Regions from separate parts of the Zea mays genome. Here regions 1 and 2 are each linked to region 3. The links are chromatin contacts, called in public Hi-C maps. All regions are on one chromosome and are shown on one strand. Each heading gives the region's core, a stretch centred on a gene start, on an enhancer-like site or on the middle of the called end of the contact. The rest is flanking DNA. Distances are from core to core; before and after follow the strand shown. Region 1 holds the start of LOC100382635. Region 2 holds the start of LOC103646242 (CLIP-associated protein). Region 3 holds the start of LOC100191657.

What was found. A called contact is a pair of places that touch in the nucleus more often than the background predicts.
Region 1: a Hi-C map of tassel shows a contact between it and region 3, with 3 times the contacts expected there. The contact joins the promoter of LOC100382635 here to the promoter of LOC100191657 in region 3. A contact is called at or near these places in 2 of 25 Hi-C or Micro-C datasets (leaf and tassel).
Region 2: a contact with region 3 is called in a Hi-C map of ear, with 1.8 times the contacts expected there. The contact joins the promoter of LOC103646242 here to the promoter of LOC100191657 in region 3. A contact is called at or near these places in 2 of 25 Hi-C or Micro-C datasets (ear and endosperm).

The regions. Positions count from the first base shown.
Region 1 is chr2:31,196,943-31,200,597 of Zm-B73-REFERENCE-NAM-5.0, forward strand. It overlaps LOC100382635, which reads right to left and starts at 1,670. Exons shown (of 8, transcript NM_001175359.1): 1 at 1,501-1,670; 2 at 751-876; 3 at 489-578; 4 at 15-386. The coding sequence starts at 1,549.
Region 2 is chr2:31,863,809-31,867,332 of Zm-B73-REFERENCE-NAM-5.0, forward strand. It overlaps LOC103646242 (CLIP-associated protein), which reads left to right and starts at 1,345. Exons shown (of 21, transcript XM_008670969.3): 1 at 1,345-1,948. The coding sequence starts at 1,613.
Region 3 is chr2:31,594,533-31,597,988 of Zm-B73-REFERENCE-NAM-5.0, forward strand. It overlaps LOC100191657, which reads right to left and starts at 1,575. Exons shown (of 15, transcript NM_001137086.1): 1 at 1,422-1,575; 2 at 1,231-1,274; 3 at 1,002-1,111; 4 at 174-211; 5 at 25-102. The coding sequence starts at 1,428.

The DNA.
Region 1 (3,655 bases), core at 420-2,919, 400 kb before region 3:
CAACATCTACGCACCTGGATAATGAACATATGTAGCAACATAATCACCAAAAGTGGATGAGTTTATTGGCACCTTCTTTTGCAAAAATCTGTTGCTAATCAGTAAGGCTGAAGTCCTATCAAATTTCTGGCCTAATGGCACCAAATCAATGGTCACTGTTGTCTTTTCAGGATCTTGAAGACTACTCCCAGCACCCATTATCCGAACTTGACTCTGTTTCAAGAATGTACCTGCTGCCACCTCGATTTCTAATTCATCAATTCTTGGAAACAATTGATACGGCGCCACACCAAGATCAAGCTGAATTTGCATAGGATATACACAACCACAGGGTGAACCAATTGGAGTCGACGTAAGTGGAGCAGAACAAGTTGTTCTGCTGCAATCTGTCAAAACTCAGGCATGAAAAGGTCTTATTATTGTTGATTTCTTCATACTTAACAATAAGATTTGTAATCTATATTGTACAGCTGAGAAGGTAAAAAAACCTTGTCTTTCTGGCGAAAATGATGAAGGTGGTGGGGAAGCATGGTGTCTTCTTCTGTGATGCCTATGCACTGGGTGAGCAATAATGGCGCCTGAGTATCAGAAGGAACAATGATTTGTATGAAGAATGCTAAATAGAGCAAATAGAAAGGTACATGTTGAAAAAATATATTTTCGTTCATGGTGAGAAACTGAGAGTTATATCTGATTGCTACACTTATACCATTCATGTGCACAGACCTCAAAGGGTTTTTTGTGCTTTACCTTCAGGTTGAGGAGAAGGGGCTGGGCCAGGGGCTAGTGCAGGAAAGCGATGCTGGTGGGTTCTACTCCAGAATCCGAATAAGTATGATGCAAGACTTGTTGAGCTTGATGTTCCCAGTTGCACTGCTTTGGATATTCAAACAAGAAACAACAAAAACAAAGTATACAAGTCATGCACCAAACATTGGGTTTCGTTCCCTGCATTTGGAACTGTACAGTCTGTATCCAGTTAAGGCAGCGTAGAGTCCAATGACAATTGACACTTGAACCAGTTGAACGAACTGGCAAAGCCTAAAAATTTCGAACTCCATATGAGACAGAAAACGCTCCGCTCGCACCATACTGTAGCTCTTGTCATATCTACGCACGCTGTTTTAACAACCCAGGAAGTCCTACTCAGGCACGCGGACAACCATGCCAGGAGAGTGAGTTCACCGGCGGCGGCGGCGCCAAAGCCAAAAAGAATCGAAGTGCAGTTTTTTTCAGAAGGAATACCAACTTCTACATGTGAAAGCCTGAGGCATGATTCAGATGCGCTCGGAGGAATCACGAGAGCAACAGCTCCACGGAGCAAAAGGCGAAACCATCTTCTGCCTCGCACAAGACCAGTGGAACTTGCCACGCACGTCATGCCCCGCGATCCCACCGCAAGAACGCAACCCGCACTAGAATTCGCCCCGGCATTGCCACTGGAACCCGAGAAAAACGCAAAGCACTGAGAAGAAACGAGGAGAAATCTCAAGGACGCACCGCAGAGCACGACGAGGAGGAGGAGGAGCGCCGCTCCCCGCGGCGGCATCGCAGGACGTCGCGGGTAGGAGAGGCCCGGCTCAAGGCGACGCCGCCATGTGGACCCCTGGCGGGGGATCCCAGCCGAGCAAATCCGTCTCCTTCCTCGCGCTCTGCTTCCGCAGCGCTGCTGCTCCTTCCTTTCTTTTCTTTTTTTTCCTCGCCAGAGTCCTTTTTGGTTCTTCGCATTGAAGTGAGGCGCTGGTCCCGAAGCAGCATTAATTGGCGGGTGGGAGATACTGCACCGAGACGAGCGAGGTTTTCCTTCCAGACGTGCCTTGTTTTTTTAATACTATTTTTTTTTGGTCCAGGGTGCAGAGTAGACAGACCGCCCAGTTGTTTCTTCTATTCTCACGCTTCTGAACTCTTTTGGAATTTTTTTATTTTTTTTTGAAACAGTTTCTTTGCTACTTTTGGAATTACGTTATGGGGTTTTACTAGTACACTCAGGAAAATCGGATTTTAGATAAATGTGTTAGGCTTTGAATTTTTTTTCTCACAAACCTGTCTTTTTTAGCGAAAAAGGTAAAAAAACGTATCATAAAAAGGTCATGTTTAGTAGAATCCAGCTACTGGGCAACTAATGCCTTCTTGTTTTTAGGGGGTGTTTGGTTAGAGGGACTAAAGATTAGTCTCTAGTTTTTAGTCCCTTTTTTGCCAAACACTAGGACTAAAATATGAACTAAAATGATTTAGTCTTTAGTCCTTCACATAGGTGCTAAAAGAGACTAAAAGCTCATAATTATCATATTGTCCTTACCTTTTTATAGATAACTAATATTATGAGTATATTCTAAGGGTATTTGAGTCTTTGGACAATGTATTTAATGACTTTAGAATCTATTTAGTCTCTAAAACCAAACATATAGGGACTAAAGTTTAGTCCTAGGACCAAAGTTTAGTCCTAGAACTAATTGAAACCAAACATGCCCTTAGTTGTTGTAAGATGGTAGCCTGGCTGCTGGCTCGTATGTGCGGAGTCAGACTGTTTTATGCAAAGGCTAATCAATATATAGTCTTTTGTTTGCTTATTTTCATTAGTGCATTAGGGACCCATACAACTCGTATTTGATTGTTTATAGTAGAACGTGTTTTAAAGAAGAGTATATAAATAAATTTTTAAATATTTTATATCATGTGTAATCTAGTTTTGTTTGTAAAAACATTAAGAACATAAATATGAAATTGGTTCAATGATAAAAACCTTTCAATTAGAAAATATAACGAAAAAGAAATCAAAATGCAATCTAGAAGTACGTGCATGTTGCACGCGCGCGTACCCGCCAGCCATGGCTACTCAGGCTGTTCGCAGTGACATGCTGTAAACCAAATTCTACCCGACATACAGTCAAAAAACATCTGCAGCGGGGCACTGCACACGGGACTGTAAACGTAGAGAGGCCCTGAGGAACTCTATTTACAGCGTACCTACTCTTCTCACTCCAAACATCCTTCTCTCGGTTTGGCTGTACGGGAAGCATGCGAGCAAGTAGCCAGCGCAGCAGATTTTTGCAGCAAGAGAATATAAAGTGAAAAAAAATAATATAATATATGATAGTTGATATAGAGTTGGAATATAGAGTAAATATGACCGCGAAAAATTGTGGTATAGAGTAGAGAATCTTGCTGACTAGGATAGAATATTTCTTTTAGAGTACGAATTTAGAGTAGTATGAGTGCGGCGCCTCAGAAGTCAGAGCCTTATTTTTTTGTATCACGTCCATTAAACCAAATAAACCGTGCTTTAAGGGTATGTTTAGTAGTGCTGCTTCGTTTCAAAAATAAAAAAATAAAAAAATACTGTTATAGGTTGTTTCAACTTAATAAAAAATATGGAAGCTTGACTAAATTTATATAAAAAAATAGCATCCAGAATTATATCTCCGTATAGATTTATTATAAAAAAAATGCATTCCATGATTAATCTAAATAGCTTAGGTCATGGCGTTGCTCGAGCTAGCTGTGGGCCTAACAAAATTTTCACGGGAGGCAAACAAAAACAGCGGTGCCGGTGCTGCCCTGCCCCCGTGCGGCCGGTCTTTGATGCGATGCCAGCCAACGCGGCGCTAACTTGAGAAGAGTGAGCTTAAAGGAAAAGCAGCATAAAGGCCTAGCA
Region 2 (3,524 bases), core at 95-2,594, 270 kb after region 3:
TTCCGATGTTGCTTTCGAAGACATTTTACTAAACTCTTTCCCTGAAGTCCTGTATCGGTATGATTTCGAGTGCTCCGTTGATCCATTCAATGTTTTAGCTGTTTCTGCATTTCCTAAATTCTTTTTATGAAAGAAGGCATTTGATTTCTCGCGCTGTGAGCCCACCTAGAGCCTAGAGGCAGGCATGAGCAGCCTGGTCCATATACCAAAAAAAAAAAATGTCTCTCGAGTGCTCACCTATGGATCGATGGCGCGCGACAGCACGAGTGCCCCATACTAGCAAAAAAGGCGGGAGGCGATGAGAGATGAGATGATGGCCGGCTCTCGCCCTCTTTTCTGTCAGGCTCCAGAAGATTATCATTGTTCATGGACAAGGCTAAGCACCCAATAAGCGACGAATGGAAAGCGTTCTCATTCTTCCTTCAAGCCGTCGTAAGCTTTCAGCAAAGGATTTGGATGATGTACTACTAGTAACCCAAGATGTAGTTGTGCTAGTAACCCAAGATTTGTCTGCGTACTGCAGGCACTAGCAGCGCGAAGAAAATACGGCGTACGGGTACGATGGCCGTGCATAATCCGTGAGTTGTGGATGGATTATGATGATCAGTCTGGCGCTAATCGCCGGATCGGTTGAGGCGTAACGTCGCCGCAGTTGGTTGGTGCTGGTGCGAGTGCGCACATCATCCGGCTGGCATGGCTACGCGGAGACAAGTGCAGCAGCGTTCGGACAGTCGGACGGATGCCTACCAGCCGCCGGAACTGAAATTGCCTCGTCTCCCTTGGTCGCCGTATCTGATGGGTACGAGATATCACCATGACGTGGCGTCATGCTCTCATTAGCACACTTCTCTTTCAGATTAATGTAATAAATGGTATACCAGTGCATAGTTCTTCAGATTTCTCAGATACATATTAGGTGTACATCAGTTGTGGCTGAAGTCCAGCTGCCGTAACAATACCACTCAGGCCTGGAAATGGAATGATGCTGCACTCGGAGTCTCGAACGAACCAGCAGCTGCAGGGGACAGGCAGGCCACCCGCATCACGGGTGGTGGAAATGATTTGGAATGGATTGCCATCTCCTCCCACGCCTTCTTTACCTTGCATGACAAGGGTATGGATGGATTATTGTTTGTTTCAAGCCATTCCAATCCAGAAGAGAAACTGGCAGCTCAGACTGTGGAGAAAAGGAAAAACAAACCGTTTAAAATACGTCCAAAATTTCCACGCGCCACCAGCTTTTGGCGCAGTTTCCTTCTGCCCAGCCAGCGGTGTCCACAGTCCACCGTTCCGGTCTCCCGGAGCCACAGTCCAGAATCCAGAGTCCAGTTCATACGGAAGGCTTGTACGCAAAGGCCTCTCGGGTGCAAAGGATACAAAACATCAGGGGGCTAACTGCACAAAATCCACCAAAAGCCCCAGCCCCCAACCACCCTGCATCTGGTGTTCGTCTCGCTGTGTGCGCTCTCTGTCACTCCCCCACGGCCCACCTCACCCCTCCCGCCCCCTCCCTCCTCAGATCCGGCCATCTCCTGCCCGCCTCGCCGCCGGTCCCGCGGCCCGGAACCCTAAAGCTCACCCCCGTGGCGGTGCCCCCGGTCGCGTGGGGAGAATGGAGGCGGCGCTGGAGGCGGCGCGCGCCAAGGACACCAAGGAGCGCCTGGCCGGGGTCGAGCGGCTGCACGAGGCGCTCGACGCCGCGGCGCGCCGCGGGCTGACCGCGGCCGAGGTCACCGCGCTCGTGGACACCTGCATGGATCTGACGCGGGACGCCAACTTCCGCATCGCCCAGGGCGGCCTCCAGGCGCTCTCCGCCGCCGCCGTCGTCGCCGGCGACCACTTCAAGATCCATCTCAACGCCCTCGTCCCGGCCGCCGTCGAACGCCTCGGCGACGGCAAGCAGCCCGTTCGCGACGCCGCGCGGCAGCTCCTCATTACTCTGATGGAGGTGAGCTTCCTTTCGTCGCCGTTCTGAGCGGCCTGTCGTCTCTCCCCCGGAAATGCATGTAGCTGGGGAGCTAGGTTAAGTTATGAATTTGTGCTAAGAGGTCGAGCTGGTACAGGTTGGAGATTTGGGGCTTGTTTTTTTTAGGTAGGTTGGGTGGGGTGGGGCACGGTAGATGTACAAGTTGCATGGTTGTGCTCAAGCGAGAAATCCAAAGGTCTATTCGGCTGACCATGATAGTTTGATAGGCATAACATTTAAATGGATCAACGGGCTATATGTTTGTAGGAATCGTGTGCTCTTGGGCTCGACTATTGTTCCTAAGGTGAACATCCAGTGGCATATCTTTTGTTCTCCTGTGATTTTGGTTATAGCAAACAAAGATAAAATTGGGATTCAAGTAAATTCTTAGCTGCTTCCCTGTATGCAATCTGATATTTGGGCATCTAAAGTTATTGCAGTATAAATTGTATACTATTTTTGTACTATTTTTACCTGTCAATGCTTTATTGCAGTATATTAACTAATATGATACTGTCGGAGAGAAAACTCCAGCCGGGTGGCTTAATGCACCCGCCTAATCCTGTGAACTAGGGGGAGCCTAGGGATTTGCCTGACCAGTTGGATGAACTTGAGAACACCAGGGTTAGAGTGGTTCGGACCGCCGGAGCGTAATACCCTACATCCACTGTGAGTTGTATTGCATGAGGAATGGGAGTCTGCGTGTGTCCAAGGGTCTCCGAGGGAGTCTGTCCTTGTAACGTTATGTGCCCTTCCTTTTATAGCCCAAGGGGGGCACATACAAGAAAGTTGAGCTCCGACAGGCGGGTCCAGGAATATAGTAATAAAAACATACTACATGGAACAATTGATGTCGTCGGCGGACAGAGATCTTCTCTTGGTCACCGTGCAGATTTCTTGACCAACCTTTCCTTCGCCCTGTCTTGTTAGCGTATGGGCGAAGGCTCTGGTATGGGTTGCAACGTAGATTGGCACGCTGACGTGCGTAGGAGTGTGCGTAGTTGCCTGTGATGTCACATCCGACCGGTCACTGTAACTGACAGTCTGACACAATACCCGATCGAACGACGCTTCATGATGGTGTCTCCCACGCGCGTAGCACATCGGCCTCGGTAACGCGCGGAGCTTTGAGCGGGCATTTAATGCGCGCGGCGTTGCCATGCTACAGTGCGCCTCGGTAATGCGCGGGGCGGTTACAGAGACCTGTCACAAGCCTGCCAATGCCCCGCGCTTGGTCAGAGCACGCCTTGGCCGCCTTGCATTTAATGCGGGTTGAGGCCTTGCTTCCATGCGCCCAACTAGGGCTGGAAAAAAGCTCGAGGCTCGCGAGCCGGCTCAAGCTCAAGGCGGCTCGGCTCGGAGCGACTCGCGAGCCTCGTGTTCGAGCTCGCTGGTCCACCGAGCCGAGCCAGCTCGTTTTGGCCCGCGAGCTGTGCCAAATTAATCAAACTATACAATAATGATGGATAATGAATAATTTTACTTATAATGTTGTATGATGATTATATTTTTCACATTTATATACTATTAAATCATTATATAATGTAATATTATTTAT
Region 3 (3,456 bases), core at 325-2,824:
AATAAGAAAGAGCAGAGAGTGAACCATTTAGAATATTCCTTATTGTGCCATTTGGACTCCGCCACATAGACTTGAGTTTAAACTCTTTTACTCGAGTCTCGTCTGCATAAAAAATGCACATTAATGCCCAAATGTATAATTGAACATGGGAAACCATAGTTGAAGGGACTTACCAGGCGTAATTGTTGCACACTTAACAGCAACATTATACCTGTTGAGACACAAAACAGGATCTTATCAATGCAAAAATGTGTACAAAATGGTTTTACACAAGCGAATGAAGTTCACGGAAGGTGCAGCATGATTCTAAGACGATCTATAATAAATATTTTGTGTCATGATACTCGAAAGCGAATGAAGTTCACGGAAGGTGCAGCATGATTCTAAGACGATCTATAATAAATATTTAGCTCCAGGACACTAAGAATGTAAATCATGATCACCAGAACAATAGTAGAAGAGTGGACGATTTAATATTTAATAACCAACCAAATATTTCTAGTGACTGGGTACTGGATCGCACCATTACACCAGTATGTATTACTAGAAATGAGTACAGCAACCCTGTTACAGAATGAATTGGAAACCAAAAACATTTTGGTCTCCTAGTATTGCCAAAAGGCAAGGACTTATCTACCAACTGCCACAAAGAAAATGCACACCACTGTAGATATTTGATAGACTCTTCATGGAAAGCTATCAGGAAAAAGGAATCCAGGAACTTTAAACCCAACACCTTAATGTTAGTGCTTAACCTTCTAATAAGTGGAGGGTAATTGTCATGCATGCATAGTATTTACATGCTATGAACAATCATCCATGATTAGGCAATATGAATGAAGAAATAACGATTGTCAAGCCAACTAGATTATTATGCCCCATGAAAAGCCCTCCAACCTTGTTCCTAGATGCTTTGGCGACAAAGTTGGCGATAAGAACAATAATTGGCTTAACATTAGCCCAATCGGGACCCGAGTGTACAAAACAGAATTATGACTTACTTCAATGTAGCCTCGGCACTCTCGACGGTGACCTCATCATTGGTGGCATCGCGATTGAGAATTCCAAGATCGTAGTACTTCACATCCAACTCCAGGTATGGGAAGATGAGCTACACACAGTTCAACCCCATTTCATCCCGCTCGCATCAGCAAACCATCAAGTGATCAAATTATAGGTTACGTACTATGGATCTAAAACAGCAGAAAACAATATATAAATTCCACAGACCTTATCCTTTATCATCTTCCAGATGACCCGCGTCATCTCATCCCCTGAAAACAAAACAACCAAAGCAGTCCAGTCATCAGCTCATCCACACGCCTACGCCCACGCGAAACGAAAGAGAAGAGAGGCGGGAGGCTCATCCACACACCTACACCCACGCGAAACGAAAGGGGAGATGCGGGAGGCCGACGTACCGTCCATCTCGACGATGGGGTTCTGCACCTTGATGCGGCTCTGCTCGGCCACAGCGGCGGCGGCGGCGGCATAGCAGCGGAGCGAGGCGCCGCGGAGCACGCGGCTGCTCCCGGGGACATGGAGGCGCGCAGGAAGCAGGGAAGGAAGGCGGCCGCCGCTGGCGGGGTTTAAGGGGATCAGTGCTTTGGCCACCGCAGCGGAACCGGAGACGGAAGCACGAGCCATGGTGGTGGGGGCGGAGAGGAGGCAACGGGGCAGGAGCAGGTTGCGCATCCCACGTGCGGAGCGCGTGAAGGAGCACGCGGCGCGTATGAGGCGCGCCGGTGAGGGGGAGGGGACGAGGAGGCCGAGGCGGGGGCCGGCGCGGGCGAGAGGAGCGTGTCTGCGTGTGGCGTGGCGACTGGCAGGTGGCAGCGCTGGTTCAGCCGGAAGGGAGAAAACGTGCCCGACCCTACAGTTCTGGCACGTCGAGCGTCGCGTTACTGGTGCGGTAGCGACTGCAGTTCGGCTCGAGGTCACCAATCCGGGTTCCGGAGTATCACTGAGTAGTGAGTATTTTTTAGAAAAGCGAATATTATTAATATTCCAGTTTCTGTAGCGGTTGATACATTCGACTGTCAAACTCACAAACATGGGTTCTACATTGGAACGAAATCTCACATTCTACAAGGATTTCATAAATTTAAGCTTTCAAACTATGCTCTCAATCTATGAGTAGTGAGTATATATTGCCAACTTTTTTGCAATTTGGCCCTTTTTATGTTTTTTTGCACAATTATGCCCCTGGCAGTTTCATTTCAAAAAATGGACCCTTAGCTCGGCGTCGTCATCATTGGCGCCGAGCTTCTGTGTGCCGGCGCCAATAATATTGGCGCCTGTCTGCCTGACGTGGAGGCTTGGCTGGCAGTGACGTGTCAGGGGGTCGGCGCCATAGATCTTGGCGCCGACCCCCGTGTCGGCGGCGGTACACGTGTCAGGGGGTTCGGCGCCATAGATCTTGGCGCCGACCCCCTGTATTCAACGTGGGAGACAAAATTATGTCCCAAAATTTTGAACTCACGCCGCCCCCACTGGACCCCGCGTCGCCCTCCGTCGCCGGATCCCCGCGCCGCCCTCCGTCCTCCCCCGGCCCGCGCTACTCCACGGTCGGCGCTCCACCACCGGCCGGCGCCGCCCCGCCCGACCCGGCAGCCCCGCCCCGCCCCACAAGCGCCGCCGCCGCCCCGACCCTCGGTCGCGCCCGCATAGGTAAATTTTATATGGTTTTTGTTATTGTGTAAGCATTTTGTGTTAATTATGTTAGATTGTATTGCTATGATTTGTTGTTTTTTGAATGTAATGAATGTTAGTTATTGTGATAAATGCTGATTTGATTGAATATTATGAATGTGAGTCAAATGTGCATGTTTTTTATCCTCCCCGTGCAGGGGAGGTGCTGTCAAAATTTGCAATTATTATATATGAGTAATTTATAAGGTGGTTAGTATATTAGTGGGTGGTGGTTATATTTATACTTATTTAGGTAGTAATTAGTGGTTTGTGGTTAGGTAATAACCATCCACAGTTTATATTAAATGTTTAATTGGTGTTTCAAATAGATGGACAATTTTTTGAGCTTGTATCATGGAGGCAATGTGGAACAAGATCCTTATGGAAATGCCAAGTTCATTGATATGCGACACGTGCCGGTACTATTCGATGGTAGACCCTCCTTGAGAGATGTGTTTACAAAGGCTAAACAAAAGTTAGGTTACCATGAAGCTGATGACATTGCGGTTGACGGAGTGCTTAATATTGGTCATCCACTAAATGTCATAAGACGAGTCATCCCAGTTGATTGTCAACTGGATTGGGATAATTATATTACTTCGGCTATGAAGACCCATTTGCAACTCATGGAGGTTGTGGTGCGTCCGGTTGTAGTAGACCGTCCCCCTGAAGACTTTGATCGTGCTATCGATGACGTGTCAACTGTTCCTGATGCTCAATCTGGCCCCAATTTGATCCCATTAAGTCAGCCAGGAGATGGTCTGC